Linked DNA regions of Mus musculus: region 2 is linked to region 1. The links are chromatin contacts, called in public Micro-C maps. All regions are on one chromosome and are shown on one strand. The core of a region is the stretch at or near the end of the contact, and the rest is flanking DNA. Distances in the headings are between cores, read along the strand shown.

Evidence for each region. Hi-C and Micro-C count contacts between places; a contact is called where the count stands out from the background.
Region 2: a Micro-C map of palatal mesenchyme shows a contact between it and region 1, with 1.5 times the contacts expected there. The contact joins the enhancer-like site here to the promoter of Agps in region 1. A contact is called at or near these places in 19 of 39 promoter capture datasets (the 3T3-L1 cell line, 3T3-L1-derived adipocytes, the C10 cell line and 12 more), 2 of 15 datasets of contacts at CTCF or cohesin (the NIH/3T3 cell line and large pre-B cells), 13 of 484 Hi-C or Micro-C datasets (the AML12 cell line, adipose-derived mesenchymal stem cells, bone marrow-derived dendritic cells and 8 more), 13 of 115 datasets of contacts at active chromatin or transcription factors (CD8 T cells, the HPC-7 cell line, the NIH/3T3 cell line and 9 more) and 3 of 9 other capture datasets (adipose tissue, liver and pancreatic islet).

The regions. Positions count from the first base shown.
Region 1 is chr2:75,829,576-75,834,043 of GRCm38.p6, forward strand. Agps (alkylglycerone phosphate synthase) reads left to right here and starts at 2,602. Exons shown (of 20, transcript NM_172666.3): 1 at 2,602-2,936. The coding sequence starts at 2,638. Gm34861 (a long non-coding RNA gene) reads right to left here and starts at 2,612. Exons shown (of 3, transcript XR_866490.3): 1 at 2,466-2,612.
Region 2 is chr2:75,678,874-75,683,341 of GRCm38.p6, forward strand. It overlaps Nfe2l2 (nuclear factor, erythroid derived 2, like 2), which reads right to left. Exons shown (of 5, transcript NM_010902.4): 2 at 290-556. Among named protein-coding and RNA genes, the nearest start is that of Hnrnpa3, 22 kb to the left of the region's middle. Within about 2 kb of position 2,703, at least 40 of the 459 cell types and tissues checked have an H3K27ac peak or open chromatin away from gene starts, as enhancers often do. A contact at or near this core is called in the HPC-7 cell line, the SCID.adh cell line, palatal mesenchyme and 1 more, where this site is marked.

The DNA of each region.
Region 1 (4,468 bases), core at 1,352-3,851:
AGGTGGCACAGGCCTTTAATTCTAACATTGTAGGAGAGGCAGAGGCAGGGGGATCTTGTGAACTGGACGATATCCTCATCTCATCCTGACTTGTAGGTCAGCCAAAGCTAAGCCCTCAAGCCAAAGCAAGCAAGCAGGCAGGCAGGCAGGCAGGCAGGCAGGCAGGCAGGCAAGCAAGCAAGCAAGCAAGCAAGCAGGCAAGCAGAAGTCAAACAAAAACTCCAGACAAACCACAAAACATTTCCTGGAGCTTCCACGGCTCCCAGACAGCATCCTGCTGCAAACAAGAGTTCAAACCTATTTTATTTAAATCCTGTGTGGTGATATTCAAGCTGTTTTATCCTGCTTGAAGTTGATAATCACGAATTGGTAATAAAGTCCCTCCTGTTTGTACTCTTTGATGTCTGTGGATACCATCCTTGGAGGACGGTGACCAAGAATCAGGTTGAAGACAAGGTGGTCTCCACTGACCACCGCAGGACTATTGGAGGAGGCAACCAAACATGAGTTACTAACTACACCACTTTCATCTGTGGCTCTAGTCTTTTCCCTAGATTAAAAAATTCGAGCTCCTTATAAACTGAGTGTAAGTCTCAGTTACAACATGACTTTTGCCTTCACAAAGTCTTTGGCCCTTTTGGAGGAAGAGAAATGTGTACATAAAAATTAAATAAAGACATGCATCATAAATGAAGACCAGACATGCTTAGGAAGAAAATGCACACAGAGAAAAGTGAAGGTGAAGAACCAGCTGTACAGAGGCAAAACAGCAGTAAAAGAAACTGGGGTTGGTGGAACAAAATGGCGGCGAGGCCACTGGAACAAGGAAGCACAGAAGGAGGCAGGAGAGGACAGAGTTTCTGAGTCATTTAAGGAAGCACAGGCGGATGAATACGCTCTTGCAAGGTCAAAGGATAATCTGCACTAGAGGCGATAGAACATCAAGACTCAATAACTGATAAGTCTATTTTTCTCTGCAGCAACGTCACTGGTGATATCTGAATTTGCCGGATGAAGATAATGGAAGTAAAATATGAGGAAGTGGGAGAAATGTCTGGATGAATGGAGGGGACAGCGGTTAGGAAAAACCCTTAGCTCATTAATTCTTGGACCGAGTCACCTCCAACTTCTCTGGCGACTTTTACCAAGCCAATAGATATGAATGCATCGTTTTCTTCAGCTTGTGCAAGGCAGGATGGTCATTATGAACATGTGCACAGCACTGGAAGGCAAACTGAAGTTTACTTATTGATTTATTTTAAGTAAGACGCTACTTCTCTAGCAGAGAATGATGTCAAAGGATCTCTTTCTTCTGTTATGAAATGTTCAGGAATGCATATCTGTTCTCTTAGTCATGCATCCAGCCCCAGTCACACCCTGCAGGAGCAGGTTTGCCCTGGTGAGAGGATGGTCACCTAAACAGAGCTCTCATGGACTTAAAAGTCAGAAGAGCAAAGAGAATTCAACAGAGACCTTAGGTAGATGCACAAAATAGATGTTACTAGGCCTTTATAGCTTTTATATTATCTGGAAAAAAAATCAAGTATAAAAAGATGCTAAGCCACCCAACACCTTCCCTTCAAGGCTCAGGGATCGACACAGAAGAGGAGGAAAGATTCTAAGAGTCAGAGCTGATGGATGACTCCAAAGAAAGTGTCTTTTGTATACAACAGAACTAATTCACATACGAACTCACAGAAACTGTGACAGCACACAAAGGATGTACAGGGGATCAAGCCAGATGGAATCCTAGAGCTGAGAGGTTGAAGTGGACACAGCGTCCCACCATGAACCAAAAAGCTATCTGAAATTGGTACCCATCCGCACAAGAAAAGTACTTTTTGCCAGTGGAGTCTCACTAGGTATATTAACCACACTTCAGAGTGGGCCCCATGCCTAGGAGTTGTTGGCTAACACAAAACGAACTCAATGGTATTTTTGCAGATAACACTTTTTCACGTAAACAAACAAACCAAAAAACCAAAAAACCAAAAAAAAAAAAAAAAAAAAAAAACAACCATTAGATTGAAGGCTGTGGTTTTTATACAGCCTGTGGGCAAGACGGCTCAGTAGGTAAAGGTACTTGCCACGAAGTTTGATGACCCGAGTTTGATGCCCTGGATACACATGGTGGAAAGAGACAACTGGAAGTTGTCCTCTCACTTCCACATGAGTGCTGAACACAGTGCTAGACACCTAGAGACTGATGGGGCACTGGCTCTATCGCTTAAAGGATTGGTTTTGACCTAGGGGAAGTTCACCAGGTTTGGCTCCATTGCCAGATCAGCAGCACCACCGGCCCACTCACTATTCAGGCTCCTAGGCATCTGTTCCAGAAAATAGCCTCCGGGCGCTCGGGCCACATCCAAGATGCCACACCCATAGGTTTGGCAACTGCGGGTGTGCTGTGTAGTTTGGCTCTCCTCCTGCCCCTTTGGGCCAATCCGGGCTCCGCTGGAACTCACCTGCTCTGCAGGTACGCCAGGACGAGGCGTGGCGAGGCGCGGCGGCGGGCGTGGCCGAGGCGGGGAGGGGCGGGGCGAAGCTGCTGTGGGCGGGGACAGAGCCCGTTGAAGCTCCAGGCGCAAGGCCCCTGCCGCCAGTCGCCGCGGTGACTGCCGGGATGCGCCGCAGCGAATGGTCGCGCGGGGCGCCGCTCTGAGTGACCTTTCACCCGAGCCCAGCGGCCTCGGGCGGCGGCACAAGGCGGAAGCCATGGCGGAGGCGGCGGCGGGCGAGGCGGGCGCGAGCGAGCGGGACCCAGACGCGGGCCGCGCGCGCCGGCGGCTGCGGGTTCTGTCGGGCCATCTGCTGGGCCGGCCCCAGGAGGCTCCGAGTACCAATGAGTGCAAAGCGCGGAGAGCCGCGTCGGCGGCCGGGGCGTCGCCCGCCGCTACTCCTGCCGCACCAGAGTCGGGCACCATCCCCAAGAAGCGGTGAGTAGCGGCCCGGGATGGAGCTGGCGGCGGGAGGCCGTGAGCGGCCTGGGCTGTGGGAGAGGAGAGCACGGGAGTGGGCAGGGAGTTGGCAGGGTGGGCGGAAGGCATTCCGATCCCTGAGAGTACATCAGCTTGCGGGCTGGGAGTGGACCAGACACACCGGACTCTGTCGGGAAGGGGCGGCATGGCTTGGCCGGATTTTGGTGTCTCTTTTTGAAGGAAACACATTTCATGACCTAGTGGGAAAAGGGTTTAAGCGGATCCCCTCTTTTGGGTTTTGGAGGCTGGAAATTCATTCTCTATCTTGGAACGGGTAGCAGGAGGATTGTCTTAATCTACGACGAGGAGTTTTAAAATTGCACTAGATAATCAGATTTCTACGAATTCTCAAAAGCCTGGATGCTAGCAAGCTGGAGTGGGATGGTGGTACTCTGGGGAGAGGTGTGAGTGGTTTCTGTAGGGTAGGTTACCACTTCCTTGTGGTCATGGATTCTAACTTTAAGGGAGGAAACCAGTGAGTGAGTGAGTGAGATACAGTAGACTGCAAGCGTTAGTGACTTAAGACTTTGGTATTCCAGCTACTGATCCTTTAAGAAGCTAAAAGACAAGAGTCTGAATGAGGAATGTTTGTAAAACCTTAAGACCATTGGAGGAGAATCTCTGTCTCTGATGAAAGCTGTCGAGAGATGGTGTTTTCTGAGATGATCAGTTTGGAAAAACTTGGAGAATGAAAAAAAAAAAAGATTTTGCTAACTCGAATGTGTACTTTCAAAGTGCTGGAGATGGTGCTATTTCCATTACTTCTACGTTCCTAAGGTATTAGGTAGGTGCAGTAGTCTTCCATTTTACAGATGAAGAAATTAGAAGAAAAGGTTAAGAAGTGTGCTGCAGGTAGCAGGTACCTGTGTTACAGTTTACACATCAAAAGCAAATCAAATGGACTGCCTCATGAATTCAACCCATGTAATTAAGTTCTCACTGCATACACACTGTGCCAGAAATGCAGGGATTCTGAAATGTGCTCTTCCCTGTAGGGCACCAAAGTAATAATACAGTTTAAGAAATTTAGCTGATAATTGAAACTCATGGTCATTTAACCCTAGTTTTGAGTATATGTATTTGTTAGGATAAAGGCTTTTCTGAGCCAGGGGTTTCTGTGTAAATCTTGAAGTTTGTAATGAAAACAGCCCTGGAGGGGGAGAAAGCTCGTGGTAGACAAACAGAATGGTCACAGGTAAAGAGTGTGGGGGACTAGAGAACTACCGGACTCAGGTGTGGCAGAAGCTGTGAGAATGACAGGGATGCGGACGGAAAGAACATCTGAGTTACTTTTTAGAAAGGACACTGGAATGGAGATGAAGATTCGATTGGCAACTGTAATGGCTGGAAACAAACCTAGGTTTGAATTCCATTAGGCTGTTTTACCGTATAAACTTTCTGTCTCTCTCAGAGCTGTGTCCCCTCCCTCATTTTAAGAAAGATGTAGAACCAGATGTGGTGGTGGTGGGTAAGCCTTTAATCCAAGCACT
Region 2 (4,468 bases), core at 1,453-3,952, 150 kb before region 1:
TAACACAGTTAAGTCAGTTACCCATACAATCAGGGCCCTGCCTACCACAATGAGCAATGCCTACTTCTTTTACTCCCAACAGTATTTCTGCTGCTGTTTCATCACCACAGAGGATGTTTCTGTAACTCACAAAGTCCTCCCTGTGATCTGTGTCCTGATTATCAAGAAGCGAAGTTTGAGAACTTCTCCTCCTCACAAAAGACACAGTAAATGGCAGACCAAGAACTCAACTCCAGAGAGTCTGCTTTCTCACTAGAGTTTTCCTTAGCTCCCACCACGACGAGTGTACCTGGGAGTAGCTGGCGGATCCACTGGTGTCTGTCTGGATGTGCTGGGCCGGCTGAATTGGGAGGAATTCTCCTGTTTCTTCATCCAGTTGAAACTGAGCAAAAAAGGCCTTCTCCTGTTCCTTCTGGAGTTGCTCTTGTCTTTCCTTTTCGAGTTTTTTCTGTTTTTCCAGCTCATAGTCCTTCTGTCGCTGACTAAAGTCAAACACTTCTCGACTTACTCCAAGATCTATGTCTTGCCTCCAAAGGATGTCAATCAAATCCATGTCCTATGTTTAAAACAGAAAAGGAAGGAGAAGCCATGGTTAAGATGGTCCACACGGGTTAGTTCACTACATGTTATCACTGATGGGGAAGAACACAAACAAACTGAATGAGAATACAGAAGACTGTCAATTCCATTCACTCAATATATATTCGCTAAAAGCAACAAGATCTAGCTACCCATTCGAATTAGTTTGGATCACTGATGACTGCAAAACAACAGAAATAGCTAAACTTATGCATATTGCCATACTTTTAAGACTCCCACACCTTCCCCCCCCCTTTTAAGATTTATTTATTATGTATACAGTGGTCTGCCTACAGGCAAGAAGAAGGCATCAGATCTCACTATAGATGGTTATAAGCCACCATGTGGTTGCTGGGAATTGAACTCAGGACCTCTGGAAGAGAAGTCAGTGCTCTTAACTGCTGAGCCACCTCTCCAGCGCACCCCCCCCCCCCGCCCCTTTAGAAGAGAGGATAGCAAATGCACTGAGACACTCATGTCTGCCATGAACCCTGTCTCAATAAACAGACATCCGCAAATAAAAAACAATATTCGGGGGGTTTGCTTTGTTTTAGTTGAGACAGGGTTTCTCTGTGTAGCCCTGGCTGTCCTAGAACTTGCTCTGCAGACCAGGATGCCTTCAAACTCAGAGAACTACCTGCCTCTGCCAGGATTAAAGGCATGCGCCACCACTGCCCAGGCACGTTTTTGTTTTTTGAAATGGGATCATGTAGCGCAAGCTGGCCTTGAACCACTAACCACCCTCTTCCTTGAACTACTAATGCTCCTGCGCTGCTAACCAAGGGCTGGGGTGTGCCACCACTAACACCGAGCTTCCAGCTATAGCTATGTACTAACAAGGAGTAAAACAAAGTCTGCTGGACTTCTCAGCCAAAGGACGGGATGACAATTTCTAATGGAACTTACCCTAAAATCATCAGTGTCAAACATGCTAAGAGTTGATTTTAACACAATTATTTTTTCTTGTTCCCACCAAATGATAATGCTTCAAAACTTCAGAAGTGTTCATTATTCTTTCCTGCCCCAGCATACAGATGGTTACCAAAGGAGACAAATTTCTTCACAAATATAAAATAAGCCAGAGTTAGCAAATGTTCACTGATGGGAGACCTGCTGTAAGCACCAAACTCCACGCCAATGCATTTGTAACAAATGGAACAGTGGTGGGCTGTAACACTGAGACTAGCTGAATATTACTCCCAAATCATGGATGGTGTCACAATGAAGCTTCTAGGTCCTCCTCTGAAACATGCTAACATGTACTTTTGTTGTCTTTGTTCTTGTTTTTTGAAACAGGGTTTCTCTGTGTAGCCCTGGCTGTCCTGACACTCACTCTGCAGACCAGGCTGGCCTTGAACTCAGAAATCCGCCTGCCTCTGCCTCCCAAGTGCTGGGATTAAAGGCGTGCGCCACCACTGCTCTGCTTGTCTTTGTATTTTAAGGGAGTTGAGACATCCATAAATTAGAGCATGGAGTTTAGGTGGTAGCTGAAATGTGGAGAGCGGTGAGCACCTCCTTGTGCTGTATATTAGTCACAGGCCCATTCAGTCACCAACAGTTTCCTAGGATGACTTTCCCTCAATGCACATCCTAAACCATCCCAGTCTGTCTTTGTTTTTCGTTTCCTGTAACATGATCAGAAAAGAACACCTTGGGGGATCCTTATCAAGGCCCAGGAAGGCTCAGCTCACCTGGAACAGCTCTGAGCTAAAACTGTGGCCCCCACAGCCTAGCATGCATTTCCAGCAGGAAGGTCACCAAGAGGTTTTTACACTTAATTGTTCATGGGTTGCTGGTCACAAACTTATTATGTGCCAAAAAGATAGCCTTGACTCCTATCTTCTTGCCTGCATCTCCCCAGTGCTGGGATTACAGGCATATGCCACCCATACCTGGCTGTCATCTAATTGTTCCAGTGGGCCAGGGACATCCAGTGTGATCCCTGTCTGGCACCCACACAGGCTTCATAGAGTCCGGGAAGTTCTCTGCACTTTCAGAGCTGTGCTATAAAGCGTGCAAAAGAAAAAGAAAACTGCTTTTTAAAACCTAGCTGGTGAAAGGTTCAGCAGTGAAGACCATGCACTGCCCGGAGGACCTGGCACCCACGTGACGCTGCTCACAACTGCCTGGAACTCCAGCTCTAGGAAATCTGACACCTCTAGCTTCTACACACACACACACACACACACACACACACACACACACACACACACACACACACACACACACACGATTAACCTTATAAGTTTTAAAAAGTAAAAACAAGCCGATTTTAAGCAACTTTTATACTTTGGATTCCTAAACAGCACACATCTTCCTATCAGAGTACAAGCCAGCGCTGATCCTGCTTAGCATCAAATAGCACCAGCCCATGTTCAGAGTGATCTGGTCATAGGTCTGAATTCAGACATTCTTATCTGAATGCAGCAACAGTGAGTTTCTTCCTGTGCCCAACACATTTTGCTGTTTTAGATTTCCACACAAGTTTCAGAAGGAAAATGTCTGAAATTTGATTTTTTCCCTCTTTTTTTTTTTTAAGATTTATCTATTTATTTTATGTGTATGAGTACACTGTAGCTGTACAGGTGGTTGTGAGCCTTCATGTGGTTGTTGGGAATTGAATTTTTAGGACCTCTGCTCACTCCGGCCAACCCCGCTCGCTCAGTCCCTGTTTGCTCTGGCCCAAGATTTATTTATTATTATACAGAAGTACACTGTCGCTGTCTTCAGATGTACCAAAAGAGGGCGTCAGATCTCATTATGGGTGGCTGTGAGTCACTATGTGGTTGCTGGGATTTGAACTTAGGAACTTCAGAAGAGCAGTCAGTGCTCTTACTGAGCCATCTTGCCAGCCCAAGAGCATGGCACACTTTATCTTTTGTAATTTTTTCTTCAGAGGTGATGACCAAACCCAGGGCCTTGCACTTGCTTCCCCCACCTCTCCCCCGCCTTTTTTTTTTTTTTTTAAAGATTTTTAAATTTACTTTATGTATATGAGTACACCATTGTTCTCTTCAGACACACCAGAAGGTGGCATCAGACCCCGTTACAGATGGTTGTGAACCACCTTGTGGTTGCTGGGAATTGAACACAGGACCTCTGGAAGAGCAGGCAGTGCTCTTAACTGCTAAGCCACCTCTCCAGCCCCCTTTTTTCCCTCTTTTTTTTTTTTGTTTTTTTAAAAATTCATGTCATGTATGAGTACACTGTAGTTGTCTTCAGACACACCAGAAGAAGGCATCAGATCCCATTGTAGATGGTTGTGAGCCACCATGTTGCTGGGAATTGAACTCAGGACCTCTGGAAGAGCAGCCAGTGCTCTTAACCTCTGAGCCATCTCTCCAGCCCCCCTTTTCCCACCTCTTAAGACAAAATTTCATACTGAAGCCCAAGATGGATTCGAGCTCACAGCAATCCTCCTGCCCCAGCTTTCCAAAGCTTGGATTACAAGTGTGTGTCACAATGACCTAGCTTCAGAGACTGGATGAGACTGTATGAAACAGTCAAAGCATTACCCTGGGAAGAAATACTGTACACAAGTCTGTTAACCCAAAGCACTGCCTGGGAGGCCCACAGCACAAGTGCTATTTTCTGCAATGAACAAAGCACTCAGCATTTCCTGTAAGGAACCCCGTGACTGGCGCATGACTTACACCACAAAGACCTATCCCCGAACCACTGCTTTGTGAAACCTGAACAGCATCTCAGAGGAAATGCTAGGGTGGAGCCCCTAACAAGCAAGAACAAGACAGCAGACAGCGGGGAAGAGAAGCATCTAAGGAGGACTAACACTGCTCTTGCCAAAGTTCTGAAAAGCAGCTAGCTGTCCGACCCTGACCGTGTGGGTCTCCCAGGAGGGAAGGCCACATAAACAGTCTGGGGGACGGGG